Regions from separate parts of the Sus scrofa genome. Here region 2 is linked to region 1. The links are chromatin contacts, called in public Hi-C maps. All regions are on one chromosome and are shown on one strand. Each heading gives the region's core, a stretch centred on a gene start, on an enhancer-like site or on the middle of the called end of the contact. The rest is flanking DNA. Distances are from core to core; before and after follow the strand shown.

Region 1 (7,212 bases), core at 3,238-5,737:
TAAGCAAAGGCAGCAGTAAAAAACCAGGAAAAATGCCATATTTAAAATGGCAACTAGGAATCCCCATCATGGCCCAGTGGTTAACGAATCCGACTAGGGACCATGAAGTTGCCGTGAGCTGTGGTGTAGGTCACAGACGGGGCTCAGATCCCGAGTTGCTGTGGCTGTGGTGTAGGCCGGCAGCTGCAGCTCCAATTAGACCCCAGCATGGGAACCGCCATGTGCCGCGGGTGTGGCCCTAAGAAGCAACAAAACAAAAAATAAAACAGAAGCCTCAGGACACCCTCACACACAGTGATCTGCTTTCCGTGACTGCAATTTACACCCGAGCCACCCACCGGGCGGCCTCCAAGGGGCGTGGCCTCCCCATGCCAGGCTCTCCAGGGCTCCAAGGCTGTCTTCAGAGGCTCCCCAGCCGGGAGAGCTGCCATAGTGAAGCGACTCACACGGGCAGACCCACCACACATTTCTAAAACACAGCTGTTTTTAGAAGTTCCCAGTGCAGCCCAGGGGAAACAAATCCGACTAGGATCCATGAGGACGCAGCTTCCATCCGTGGCCTGGCTCAGTGGGTTAAGGACCCAGTGTCACCACGAGCTATGGTGTAGGTGGAAGAAATGGCTTGGACCCTGCGTGGCTGCGGCTGCAGCTCCAATTCGACCCCCAGCCTGGGAACTTCCACATGCCATGGGTGTGGCCCTAAAAAAAAAGCAAAAGAAATGAAATTTTTAAATGAAATAAAATACAGCTGTTTTGTTCCAGACGTGGGCTTTAAGGAGCTCCCTGGTGGCTCAGAGGATTAAGGATTCGGCATTGTCACTGCTGTGGCTCAGGTCACTGCTGTGGCACAGGTTTGATCCCTAGCTCAGGAACCTCCACATGCCAAGGGCGCAGCTAAAAAAAAAACAGTAGTAATAATAAAATCACCTTTAATGTCCCAGTGCTCCAGGCTGCTGACTGCCCAGGGTTTGGCTTAGTGCTCTCACCACATGGGGTAGGTGGGTCCCCTTCAAGGAAAGCTGCAGAAAGGCAGGGATCCACATGAGAGGCAGATGTCCTCACCCACAAAACAGAATTCCTGGGAGTTCCCATCATGGCTCAGCAGAAACGAATCTGACTAGGATCCATGAGGACACAGGTTCGATCCCTGGCCGTGTTCAGTGGGTTAAGGATCTGGCGTTGCTGTGAGCTGTGGTGTATGTAGGTCACAGATGGGGCTCGGATCTGGCGTTGCTGTGGTGTAGGCCAGCGGCTGCAGCTCTGATTCTACCCCCAGCCTGGGAACCTCCATATGCCGTGGGTGCGGCCCTTAAAAAAAAAAAAAAAAAAAAAAAAAAAGACAGAATTCCTGCCTCTCCAATGGCAACTGCCTTAAGTTTCAAAATACACACACAAAAGCTACTTCACAGAAAAGAGTTCAAGTCCTTGATACGATGAGGTCCAGACCCAGAGCAGGTACAGCAGGGAGTGACCTGGTCACACCCCTGCTATGGGATCCCCCTCCCCAGCAGGCACTCCGGGCGGCGTGGCCCGATCCCAAAGCTTGGGTTCCTACTGGTGTGAACTGCACCACAGTTACCTCTGAGGTAAGTAAGATAGGAAGAGATTTCTTTTTTTATTTTATTTATTTTTGTCTTTTTGCTATTTCTTGGGCCATTCCGCGGCAAATGGAGGTTCCCAGGCTAGGGGTCGAATCGGAGCTGTAGCCACTGGCCTGCGCCAGAGCCACAGCAACACGGGATCCGAGCCACGTCTGCCACCTACACCACAGCCCACGGCAACACCGGATCCTTAACCCACTGAGCAAGGCCAGGGATCGAACCCGCAACCCCATGGTTCCTAGTCGGATTCGTCAGCCACTGAGACAACGGGAAGTCCCCACGAAGAGATATTTTTAAACTATCATTTTAGGGGTACAAATACAAACAAATGAGATGAACACATTGGTGTGCAGTCATCAGGTTCAGATCCGGCTCTCCTTTCCGGATCTTCTGAAAAAATCACAAGTATCTTCCTTTGGTAAAAGTACCACTAGAAACAGCAGAGGCCACACACCAGGGAGCCAGAGGCACCGTTTCTTTGATACTCAATGTTTCAACATGTTTAATTAGTTGCCAACTTTGCCAGCATTTAGTGTTCACATTAAAAAAATAAAGATTTCTGGCTTCTCTTAACACTGCCAGAAGCCACCCCGGGAGGTGCTCCCTCCAGCTCTGGCCCGGCCTCAGGGCACGACAGGTACACGCAAATCCTCCCCGCCCAGCCTGTCCTCCCAGAGTTTTAAAACGTTTCCTGTGAATAAACATCTTCTGAACCAGCACCCTGCTTAGTTTACTGTGTGACATCAGAGGTTTACTGAATCCATCGGTTCCACCCTGAACAGACTCGAGCACACGGGTGCAAGGTGTGGTGCACGGCTGGTGGGAGCATAAACTGGTGCAGCCACTACGAAGACAGTCTGCGAGTCCCTCAGAAGACTAAAAACAGAACTACTGTGTGATCAGCAGGCCCACGCTGGGTGCGCGTCCAAAGGAAATTAAATGCGGCTCTCCAGAGACAAACGCACCCCATGTTCACTGCAGCGTTATTCCCAAGTCGAGATACGAAGGCAACCTCGATCTCCACGGATGAACAAATGGACAAAAATTTGGTATACAGGAGTTCCCGTTGTGGCTCAGTGGTGAATGACTCCGACCAGGAACCATGAGGTTGCGGGAGCGATCCCCGACCTTGCTCCGTGGGTTAAGGATCCAGCGTTGCCGTGAGCCGTGGTGAGGTCACAACAGGGTTCAGGCGCCGTGCTGCTGTGGCTGTGGCGTACGACCCCTGGCCTGGGACCTGCCATACGCCGCAGGTGCAGCTCTAAAAAGCGAAATAAATCAAATAAAAAGGAAATTCTGCCGTTTGTGTCCACATGGACGAACACAGAGGATGTGGCACTAAGTGCAACGAGCCGACACAGGAGGACAAAACACTACATGACGCCTGCCTCTCCCACGAGGTATTTAGATCAAAAGAGTCAAACTCCAGACACAGGGCGGAGCAGGGTGGTGGCCGGGACGGGGGAGACAGGACCTATCAAAGAGCACAAAGTTTCAGTTACGCAAAGTCAGTCCTAGAGATCTCGGGATGGAACAGCACCCCGGCTGGACAGCACAGCACTGAACACTCAACATTTGGCTACTGAAGCCGCCGCCTTCTTTCTCTTGGCTGCACCTGAGGCAGGAACTCGGAAGCTCCTGGGCCAGGGATCCAACAGGAGCCGCTCAAGCTGCTGCAGTGACAACACTAGATCCTTAACCTGCTGCGCAAGACAACGGCTCGTTAAGCGCTCTCATCACGACAGTAAGAAAGAAAAACTCTGGGTGGGGATGGACAGGTTTAGGGCACAGACCGGGGTAAGGCTTTCTTGGGTGTAACATAATCCGGACCGACCACCTTGTGTACAGCAGTTATGTACAACTTCGGTCTGTTTAAAACAGCAAAAAGACTGATGTAATCGAAACGTCTAAGAGATCGCGGTTCTCCAGCGGAATCAACTGGGTGAACGCAAAGTTAACCCACTGTGTCCGGGTCACCGCTGGCAATGAACGCGTGTGGAGGAGCTCCCGCCGAGGGCTTCGGGGAGCCACGGTTCTCACCAACGGGTCAGCACGCACGCGGGCCGCCCACGCAGCCCCCAGGGGAGGCGCGGCCCCCACGGGAAGCGGGGACCCGCGCGGCCCTCCGCGGGGGGAGCGCCCACACGAAGGGGCCCCCACGCAAAGAGGCCCCCCAAGGGAGGGGGCCCACGCGAGGGGAGCCCCGCGAGAAGGCGGCCCCCACGCGGCCCCCGCCCCCCACGCGGCCCCCGCCCCGGCGCCCTCCGCGCGGCCCCCGTCCAAGGCCCTCCCCAGCTCCCGCCGCCCGCCGCCTTCCGGCAAGATGGAGGCCGCGCCGCCGCCGCCGCCGACGCGCCTGACGCGGGCCCGTGACGCCCGTGACGCCCGCCGCGCGCCGCCGCCCCTCCCCCGCTCCCCTCCCCCCGCCGTAACGTCCTGACGCTCCGCAGGGACCCCTGACTGGACGGCGGCGCGCGGCGGAGCGAGAGGCCTCGCCGCGGGGGGGCGGCGGGCGCTTACCTGGGCCGCGGCCGGGCCTGCGCGGGCGCCGGCGGGCGGGCGGCGGCGACGGGCGGCGGCGGCGGTGGCGGCGGCGGCCGCGGGCTGTGCTCCTTGTTGGGGATTCGGCGGCGGCGGCGGCGGCGGCGGCGGCGGTCCGGGCGCGCGCTTCCTAGTGACGCCGGCGGCGGGGCCGCGCACGCAGGGCAAGGGCGAGTCCCGAGACTTATTTTGCGCTCAGCGGGAAGGCGTGCGGTGCTAAGAAATAAGGCCTGGTGGGGCCGGTTGCGCCTGCGCGGGCGTGGGGGCGGGGCCCGGGCCCGAGGGGAACGCGGCGGCCCCGGCCCCGCCCCCGCCCCGCCAGCTGGCTTACGTGCCAGGGCTGGTGGACACACTTGCCAGGCGCAGCCTTCCCCGTGTGTCCAAGCACGAGTGGGGCGAGAATGTGTAGGGAGACTCGCTTAGGGCTGGGGGCGGGGAACGTGCATGCCCAATGAGTGACCGAAGCCAAATGCAGGTGCGCTGGTGCCCAGCGTGTGTAAAGCCCTCCCCAGAGGCGGGCGGGAGGGCCTGCCAGGGGGAGTCGCTCGCCTCTACGTCTTTCCACTCGTCTAGTCCGAGTCCTGCGATTAATAGATTTTATTTTTTATCATAAGTCTCATTGCTGAGTCTGTGGGCTGCCCTACCGTGGTCCTATACTGCGCCCCAGCCGCGGAAACCTGTGCTGTGGTCACTCGCCAAGTGTGCTCATTTAAATTTGCCTTAACTGAAATGAAAATTCAGTCCTCCTGGATTATTCCCGTTGTGGCTCAGCGATTATCAGACCAGACTAGCATCCATGAGGATGTGGGTTCCCTCCCTGGCCTCGCTCAGTGGGTCAAGGATCAGGGTTGCAGTGAGCTGTTGTGTAGGTCACAGACATGGCCCAGATCCTGTGTGGCTGTGGCTATGGTGGCGGCTACAGCTCCAATTTGACCCCTGGCGCTGGGAACCTCTTATGCCACGGGTATGGCCCTAAAAAGACCAAAAGGAAAAAAAAATTCAGTCCTTCAGTTACCACAGAACCTGATAGAGCATTAGGAATGCTCTGAGAACTCTCGCTCTCTTTTTTAATTACAGGTAACTAGCTAGAGTATCTCTGGAGACCCTGGATTTTCCAGTATGTAAGGGGGTTAGCATCGCTCAGCTTTCAAGGAGTTCCTGTGTCCTGGGACCCAGGTACAGCCGGGCCTTGCTCTTTGATTGAAAGGTGCAGTGGGGAGTTCCCATTGTAACAGCAGAAATGAACCCAACTAGTATCCATGAGGACTTGGGTTCGATGCCTGGCCTCCCTCAGTGGGTTAAGGATTTGATGTTGCTGTGAGGTGAGGTGGAGGACATGACTTGGATCCCGCGTGGCTGTGGCTGTGGTGCAGGCCAGCAGCTGTAGCTCCGATTCAACCTCTAGCCTGGGAACTTCCATATGCCGGGCGTGGCCCTAAAAGAAAAGAAAAAAAAAAAGAAGGACACGGTGGGAGGCCCGGGGTGGTTAATGGTCCTGCCCTGGCCGGAGGGGCAGTAGGGAGGCATGCTGCTCCTGCCCCAGGGACTCCTGGTGGAAGCTCTGCCAGCCCCATCCTTGAGCTCCTCCCCAGACCTCCCTGTGCCCCGTCTCCCCACCTGCACAGGGCAGTCAGGCTGGACCCAGAGGGTCCGTCTGTGCTCAAACCAGGGTGGGCATGCAGCCAGCTCTCCCGTGTGTGTCATTGCTCTGGCTTAGTGGCTGCCAAGGAACTTGGGCGCCTGGCGAACAGCTGCGGGCTCCCTGGGCACTCCCACTCAGGAGATGGAGAAGGCGGGAAACAAATGCCTCCTTGAGCACCAAGCCACGCACTTGTGCTCATGCTCCAGTAGGAAGCCCCTGAAGCCCGTTTCCCAGACTGGGACGTCTTCCAGCAAACCTTGTTCCCGTGACATTGCGGTTGGGAGAGGTGTACTTTGATGGTTTTCAATCGTTGGAGTATACTCACCCCAGTGATGGAAAAATCTTATTTATTTATTTTATTTTTTTTTTTTTTTTGCTTTGTAGCGCGGCACCCGCAGCCTATGGAGGTTCCCAGGCTAGGGGTCTAATCGGAGCTACAGCTGCTGGCCTACACACAGCCACAGCCATGTGGGATCTGAGCCGCGTCTGCAACCTACACCACAGCTCGGGGCAATGCCAGATCCCCAACCCATTGAGCAACACCAGGGATTGATCCTACATCCTCATGGTTCCTAGTCGGATTGGTTTCCGCCGTGCCATGGCCGGAACTCCAGAAAAGTGTTTCTAAAGGTTAAGCTATTGAGCCTGTGTCAGTGCTGCTGTCTTCTCATCTGGTAAATAGGAGAACAGGTGCGCCTGGACTGTGCCTGTCGTTTATCTGAGTTTCCCTGCCCTCACGTTGCAGAAGTAAAGGCCAGCAAAGTCCAAGGGAGAAGGCTCAGAAGGATGCGGGAGACGGGGGCCAGGCCCGCCTGTCACCTGTGCCGAGTCCTGCTGCTTCCCGGCTGGGTGAGCTGTGGCCGCTGGCCCCTGAGTCTCTGGGCACCCCAGAGCCCCCAGTCCGAGTTTCCACCGTTGCGCGGCCTCTGCCTGTTTCTGCCGCGGGACGTCAGGCCTAGCGTTTGAACCTGCACGCCTGTCTCCTGCCTCCGAGAGCGAGAGAGAGCACTGGGCCTTGCTGGCTTGGAGGAGGATTCGTTCCCACTGTGGGTGGGGTGTGGTCTCTCACCCTGCCTCCCTCGGGGAGGGCGCCTTCACTCCTGGCTGGTTACAGACAGAAGGAACCCACGAGAGATGTGTGCTCAGTGCGCAGCTGCTCCAGGGCTGCCCGCCCCACCTTCTACTGGGGCTGCGGCTCCCGTGGTTCCCGACGGCGGCCGCCCGGGCTCCGGGGCCTCCCGTCTGCGTGTGAGACCCGCGCGTGGGGAGCAGGGGCCTGCAAGCTCAGGACAAGCCAGGCAGCCTGTGTAGGTTTATGGAAACGTTGTTGGTACAGTTCCCGATCCACACGGCCGCCGGCTTGAGGAACCTCCTGCTCCTCCGGCTTTGGTTCAAAGACCCAGCCGTTCAAACGCGATTTCCTCTTCC
Region 2 (7,212 bases), core at 1,243-3,742, 60 kb after region 1:
TGTCAGGTTTGAGCTGCAGGGACCATGGCAGGGCCTTGGCCAGGTCACAACTGGCCTGCCCCTCCTCATCAGCCATGCCCTGCCTCACATGTCATGTACCCACGGGGCAGGCAGAGCACACTCACACCAGGACCCCCTTGGCAGGGGCAGAAGGGGGGGCGCTGAGGCCGCGTCCCCTTGGCCTCCGTAGGAGGGAGGGGCTGCCAAGCCCTGGGGTTTCCTGTGTGCTGAGTCAGAGCGCCCAAGGGGGACGGGGCCGTGGCAGCAGGAGGTGCAGAAGTGGGGCTGCCAGTGGGTGCCGGGTCCCTTGGCCGCAACACCCTGATCTCTGCCCCCAGGCCTGTCCACGGCTTTGCAGGATGAGGCCACAGGGGTCCTCAGCCTCTCCTGCCCTCTGGGTCCTGGGGTGCCTCACCCTGCTCCTCTGGCTGTGGGTGCTGTGCACAGCCTGCCACAGGTACGTCGGTCCCGGCCTGGGTGGGGCCTGGCTCAGTTCTGCAGCCAGAAGGGGCGGGACTCCAGGCTGGCCCAGCACGCCTCCCTGTGGGCCTCGGGCTGGAGGCTGCTGCCGCCTCTGACCTGCATCTCTGCCTCCCTGACCCAATGATTCTCTTGCACCCAGGAGGCGGGCAGGGAGGCAGGTGTCCAGGCTGCAGGGCATGCAGGGCGGTGGGATGCCAACGAAAGCGGTGAGTGCCAGGTATCCCCAAGGCCATGCTGGGGCTGGCAGGGGACTAACTGGCCGTCCTTGCCCCCAGTCACTGCTGAGACCACCCCACCTCTGCTCCCTCAGCAAGTCAGACACTAGACTGCACGAGCTGTGCCGAGGTCAGCCCTGCAGCAGAGGTGAGCCAGTAGCAGGGGCAGCGTCCTTGGTGGAGGGCAGGCCTTCTTGGACCCCTGAGTAACTTCTGCCCTGACCCTGACCCCCACCCTCAGCCCCGCGGCCTGCCAGCGTGGATCTCCTGTGCCCACAATGGCTAGAGGTGTCCAGAGGCAAGACCAGGCCCCCAGAAGCCTTCTCACTCCAGGAGCTGCCCGCAGCCGTGCCCTTCACCGACCCCGAGGCCACTTATTCCAACGTGGGGCTGGCTGTGATCCCCAGAGCCAGGCTGGCATTCGGCTCTGGGGTGTGGGTAGGGGCACACAGCTGTGCCAGGCTGGGGCCTGAGGCCAGACCGGTGGCGTCTGAGTATGCCTGCATCCAGAAGCTCAAGGGGACAGGCCAGGTCCCCCAGGGCCTGGGGCAGGGGCGTGCTGAGGTCATCCCAGCCAATCAGGTAAAGTGAAGGGGGTGGTGGTGGGGGGAGGATGTCTGGCAGAGTGGCTGGTCTGACCCTTCCCTGGTGGGCTTCCTCTCTCCAGGTGGACAGCCTGTACTCCAAGGTCAGCAAGCCTAAAAGGAGGGACCCCGGACCTGCCTCAGACCAGCCAGACCCCAAGGGTGGGGGCACAGTTTTAGCTCTGGGGGGTGACCTGGCCTATGACGCCCTCCCACCGAAGAGCGTGGGTGTGAACGGGAGCTTCCTGGAAAACGTGTATGAGAGCATCCAGGAGATGGGGGGCCCTGGAGCCTCCAAGCTCTAGCTCTTGGCAGGAGGGGCCATAGGCCGGGCATGGAGACCCCCTGCTTCCTGTCTAATCCTGCCGGGGGAGCCTCCCTCGCCGGCTCCATGAACTCCCTGCCTCCAGAGCGGGGTGCACCCCCGACTTCTCCTACACACACAGCGGCCGGCACGGGTTCCAGAGAGCAGGGCTGCCAGCCTGGTCCTGGCTGCCACAGCCTTTCCAGGGCAGCGTCTCAATAAACCCCCCCGGCTCCCGGAGCCGGAGCCGCAACACCGCCGAGCCTCGGCTGGCTCTTCTTGAAAGCCTGGGGGCTGGGGGCGTGTCTGGAAGGAGTGAACACCACCCGCTTGGGAACGGCTCCCTCCCGCGGAGCCGGCCCGGTGGCTGGGCCCCGTCAGCTCGGGCTGCCGGCTAGTCGGGCTCAGAAGACCGAGTGGGCAGGGAGGCAAGTCCTGAGGGGCGAGTCCCCACGCTGAGTGGGCCCTCGGGCGGTGAGCTGGCCCGCACGGTGGCCGCCCTAGGGGGGGACCTGGACCCTGAACGCCAGCGAGGGCTCCGCCACCCAGCCCTGGAGTTACATAAGGGGTGAGGGAGGTGGGCAGTCGTGCGTTAAAGAATAACCTGCTCCCGGGAAGCCCGCCAAGTAGGCACGGCCCCCTCCCGGATCCGGCAGCTCGCGCAGGAGCACCCGGAGAGGAAGGCGGCCCGCGCGGGCGACAGGGGAGCGCGGGCAGCGGGAGACGGGCCCCCTCCCGGGCCGGCGCGGGAGCAGCCTGCGCGGGAGCGGCGGGCCTGGGGCGGGGCGGGCCTGGGGCGGGGCCGCGGGGCGGGCCAATGGGCGCGCGGCGGGGCCGGCCGGGGGCGGGGCCTCAGGCCGCGCAGAGGGGGCGGGGCCGGCCGGCAGCCTCCGGGCGGCGCGGCGCGGGCGGTGGCCGATCCAGGGCGGGGGTCGGCGGCCCGGCCAGCCCGGCCCGGCCCGGCCCGGGGCCGCGTCCCAAGCGTCCGCCCTCGCCGCTGCAGGCTCGGTGCCCGGCCGGCCGGCCATGGAGGCCACGCGCCCCCCGGCGCCCGGTCCTGGCTACGGGCGCCCCTCGCTCCGCGCCGCCGGCCGGGACCCTACGGCCGCACCCGTGTCGGTGCCCGCGCCGCCGCAGGTACCGGGCCGGGACACCGACAAAGTTCCCGCTACGAAGATGGCGTCGGGCTGCACGAACTTTGGGCCCCGGGGCGGGGCGGGCGGGGGCGGCGCATCGCCGCGCGTGTCCGTGGGTCCGGCGCGGCTGGGCCGGCGCCCGGAGCGCTTCCCGCCGCGGCGGCCGGGGGCGGGGCCGGGGGCGGGGCCGCACCGGCCGCCGCCGGTTTGGGGGCGGGCACCAGCGGGTCGGGGTGGGGGCGGGGGCGGGGACCGGGCCGCTGCTCCCGCTGAGCCGGCCGCGTCCGCAGGGCCCCGCCTCGGAGTTCGCGCTGCCGCAGGAGCCGAAGCCGCGGGCCGCGGACCTCGGGGCCCCGGGGGCGGGAGCGGGGACGGCGGGGCCCCCGGCGCCGTCGGCGCACATCCCGGTGCCAGCGCATAGGTGAGCCGGGGCCGCGAGCCAGGCCGAGGTGGGCGTGTGCACACGTGCGCCTGTGTGTGCAGAGGTGGTGGGTGGGACCCGGGCTGGAGCCTTCCGGACCCTAGCCCTGCAGGCGGCCTGGTGGAGGGCAGGTCAGGGTCCTGAAGTGGGTTTCCGTCCCCACCTTCCTGCTCTCCCGCCCTGCAGGAGTTGAGCAGAAATGACACTGTGTTAGTAACCCTTGTTCCCCCCGCACCCTGGGGGCCAGAGCGCAGAACTGGGAGGGGGCGGCTGTCAGTCTGTGCAGAAGACCCATCCGCTCAGCCTGTGTGGAATCAACTGTCCAGCAATCCCCCAGCCTCTGATGGCCAGCTCCCCGGCCCTGCTTGCAGGGAAACCTTCCCAGGAGCCTGACACCCCACGGTGGCTGTGAAAGCAGGGGTGGGCTCTGGCACGGCCCGCTGGGGCCTGGGGGCCCACTTATGCCTGGAGCCCAGTCTCCCCTGGCTGCTGCTGACTGCCGGCTGCTCCCGCCCTCCCAGGCCTGGCGCTAGGCCCACAGCTGCTGTTGCACAACCCTGGTTAATGTGTGACTGGGGGGAGGGCTGGGGCTAGCCGGGCCTGGCCCCACGGGTGGGGCCTCCCTCAGACCCCTGTCCAGCACCAGGGTCTGAAGAAGCCTCGGTGGAACAAAGTCCAGCCTGCAGAGAAGCCAGGTTTGGGGAAGCCCCCAGGCCGGGCCTGTTCCTGGTGGTTCCTGGGGATTTGGGGCTCGGCAACCCGAGCTGGGGGTGGGGCTGGGCCTCCTGCCCAGCTCCCGGAGTGAGGGAGCCTGGTGCGTACACGTGCCCTGGCCTGCACGTGTGCCGGTCCAGGGGCGGGGCCTGGAGTACTTCCTGGGCCCCAGCTGCACCCCACCCTCATCTCCTCCAGAGCCCCCCCAGGAAAAGCCCGGCCGGACGAGGTCATGGCCGCTGCAGCCCTGACAAGCCTGTCTACCTGCCCTCTCCTGCTAGGATCCCCGGCTGTAGCCTTCAGCACAGGTGAGGCTTAGAGGCCTGGCTTGGGTGGGGGTGGCGGAGGGGCCAGGACCACTATCCCTGCAGGATCCCACAAGCTGCCAAGCCCCTGCGGGGCAAGCAGAGCCCCCTCCCCTGGAGTGCCATCTTCTCAATGCATCTCTTGAGGCCTCAAAGAGGACCTCAGGACCCTGTGGCCCCCACCGAGGCCAGAGGTGCGTGTCCCAGGCCTGCAGCTGTCCGTGACCTGTCCGCCTCCCCCGGCCGGCCAGGTGTTTCCCCACAGAGAACTCTTCTGTTTTTCCTGCTCTGCCAGCTCCTCCTGGCCTCTGCCTCCTCCAAGAGCTTCTCTGCCCATGAAGCTCACCTGTGGACAGGTGAACAGGTGGAGGCTCCGCATTAGGGGACTCGCAGCCGGCGAATTCCGCCACGTGGCCGGGCCCCCCGAAAGTGCTGATGCTGGAGCTGGTCTGTGTCCGCAGAGCCCGGCCTGGAGCCCTGGAAGGAGGCGCTGGCGCGGCCGCTGGGCAGCAGCAGCAGCAGCAGCAGCAGCGGCGGCGGGGACTGGGGCTGGGACCTGGCCAGCGACCAGTCCTCTCCATCCACCCCATCGCCCCCACTGCCCCCTGAGGCAGCCCACTTCCTGTTTGGGGAGCCTGCTCTGAGGAAGAGGAAGGTGAGCGGGGAGCAGCCCTCGGGCCCGGAGGACACAGGGGTGGAGCCTGACCCCGGCCCTTGTCGCCCAGAGCTCGCTGCAGGTCCTGTTCCAGTGTCTGTGGAAGCGCTGCGGGAAGGTGCTGAGCACGGCCTCCGGGATGCAGAGACACATCCGCCTGGTGCACCTGGGGTGCGGCAGGGCCAGCGCGGGCTGGGGGCTGCGGGCGGGGGCCAGGGGCGCCAGACGGGCCTCTGCTTCAGCTCCCGCCTGCCTCCCTCCCCGGGGTGTCCCCAGCAGGCGGCAGGCCGAGCCGGAGCAGAGCGATGGCGAGGAGGACTTCTACTACACGGAGCTGGACGTGGGTGTGGACTCGCTGACCGCGGGGCTGTCCAGCCTGAGCCCGGTGTCACCCAGCACCTGTGTGCCACCCGCCTTCCCCTGCCTGGCGCTGCCGGAGCCCCCCGCCCTGCCCCGCCTGCTGCGCCCGCTGGCCCTGCCCCCACCCCCGGTGCTCAGCGCCTCGGCGCCCCCCCAGGTGTGCCACAGTGACCACGCCTACCAGGTGGGTGAGGCCCCCGGACATGGCGGCCAGGGCCAGGTCTCGGGGCACCCCAGAGGGGCATGAGGCCACAGCTGTGTCTCCTCTCAGGGCTGCCTGGCACCCGCCCACCTGGAGCCACGGCCGACCACAGTCAGGGCCTGCGCGCCAGCCCTGCCCGCCAAGCTTGGTCCCACCCCGAGGTGCGTGTGTATAGAGGGGCCGGGCCGGGACCGGGCAGGGAGGGTCCCAGCCTGATAGCACCCCGTGCCCCCGTGTCCCCCCACCCCCACCCCAGGAAGCCCCGAGGGGATGCCAAGAAGTGCCGGAAGGTGTATGGCATGGAGCGCCGGGACCTCTGGTGCAGGGCCTGCCGCTGGAAGAAGGCCTGCCGGCGCTTCCTGGACTGAGCCCGCCGCCTGCCCGGGGCCTCGCCCACTTGCAGACTCTTCTCTTGGATGGGGGTCCCCACCACTCAAAGTGCCTCTGAAGAAACCAGCCTTTTGCACTAAAGCCAAACCTCACTGCTGTCCCCTTGGCCTGGGGTCCCCAGGGGTGGCCGCCCCCGCCTGTTGGCCCCGGACTTGTCAGGGGTGTGATGGGCCCCGCTTTGGGGCCACAAGGGGTTGTCCTCGATGCACTTTGAGGGGCGTCAGGGAGGGGCACCCCCGCCTGACATTTGAGGCCGGGGTGGCATTCGTACCGCGTTTGCGAAGCTCAGGTGTCTCACGTCTGGGCTGAACCAGGCGAGGAGTAAAATTAAAGATTTGGGGTTTTTCCAAAAGCCATGTCTGTCTTCTGGGAGGGACCCCACCCTAGGCGGGGGTCCTGGGGGGGCAGACCGGAGGCCGGCAGAGGGCGGAGGGGGTGGTCCCTCTGGCTACCTCTACCCAGGACAGGGCTGGGGGCAGGGGCCGTCTGAAACACACACGAGGCATCTGCTCAAGCAGCGATTTCCCAGTTTATTGAAAATGATCGTTTTGCAAGAGTCTAACTAAGCCCGTCACAGAGAGGAGACCCACAGGCAGGCCCAGAGTGCGCCCAGGCAGACAAGAAATCTCCAGACCACTCGGGGGGAGGGGCCGTTCACCTGCCGATGGCTGTAGGGAAGCGGGCGCCAGCCGTGACGTCCCACGGACCAATGACGGAAAACTCCCCTGAATATTAAACACATCTCCAATACAAACACAGGTTTATCATCATCAATATAAAGTCAATATAATATAGATTATCCCCAGAAAAACTCAACAATCTTCAAACACTGCCCTTTTTTGTCTGTTTTGTTGTCGTTGACAGGTTGAAAGCATGTTGAAAAAATAAATATTTAAGAAAAGCACACACAGCGCCCTCACGACGAGTAGCTCTAAAAAGGGCCGCGTACAAAACACAGCATAGAATCTAAAAAATAAAAACACCATTAAGTATGGCTTTCTTAAGAGGTGCACATGTCACAGAATGAGCGAAAATAAGATTATCTTTCATATAATATTGCAAAAAGTTCCAGTTTTTGCATTTTTCTCAGAGTTCTCTTTTTTAAAAAGGAAGATGTGCAAAGTTGGAAGCAGTAGCTGTGTCCTTTGAGTCGAGGTCCCTATCGAGTCCTGGCAGTGTCATGACGGTTCCCAAACCCAGAGTCCAAACATACAGCCGGCTCAGGATCCAGAGCTTGATACAAAATCTCGGGTCCCTGCCCCGCCCCCACCCCACCCGACGGCCGCCCGCAGGACCGACGGACCGCCTTCCGCGCTGGCACCGCAAACACCGAACAGACGCACACAGACGAAAAGGTACAAAATGTGAGATGTCATCTACACGCTTTTCCTCTTCATAAAAAAATATTTATTAGTTTAAACAGTGATTTGGAAAAAAAAGATC

Evidence for each region. A called contact is a pair of places that touch in the nucleus more often than the background predicts.
Region 2: a Hi-C map of liver shows a contact between it and region 1, with 5 times the contacts expected there. The contact joins the promoter of SLC2A4RG here to the promoter of GMEB2 in region 1. A contact is called at or near these places in 2 of 5 promoter capture datasets (fetal skeletal muscle and liver), 6 of 47 Hi-C or Micro-C datasets (heart right ventricle, liver, retroperitoneal adipose tissue and 1 more) and 1 of 2 datasets of contacts at active chromatin or transcription factors (alveolar macrophages).

The regions. Positions count from the first base shown.
Region 1 is chr17:62,591,393-62,598,604 of Sscrofa11.1, forward strand. It overlaps GMEB2 (glucocorticoid modulatory element-binding protein 2), which reads right to left and starts at 4,488. Exons shown (of 10, transcript XM_021077553.1): 1 at 4,122-4,488.
Region 2 is chr17:62,653,500-62,660,711 of Sscrofa11.1, forward strand. It overlaps SLC2A4RG (SLC2A4 regulator), which reads left to right and starts at 2,493. Exons shown (of 7, transcript XM_021077469.1): 1 at 2,493-2,723; 2 at 3,013-3,143; 3 at 4,056-4,165; 4 at 4,624-4,988; 5 at 5,097-5,334; 6 at 5,449-5,540; 7 at 5,636-6,121. The coding sequence starts at 2,613. The coding sequence ends at 5,827. It overlaps LIME1 (Lck interacting transmembrane adaptor 1), which reads left to right. Exons shown (of 5, transcript NM_001244490.1): 2 at 339-457; 3 at 623-846; 4 at 940-1,280; 5 at 1,366-1,754. The coding sequence starts at 360. The coding sequence ends at 1,587. It overlaps ZBTB46 (zinc finger and BTB domain-containing protein 46), which reads right to left. Exons shown (of 5, transcript XM_021077467.1): 5 at 6,280-7,212.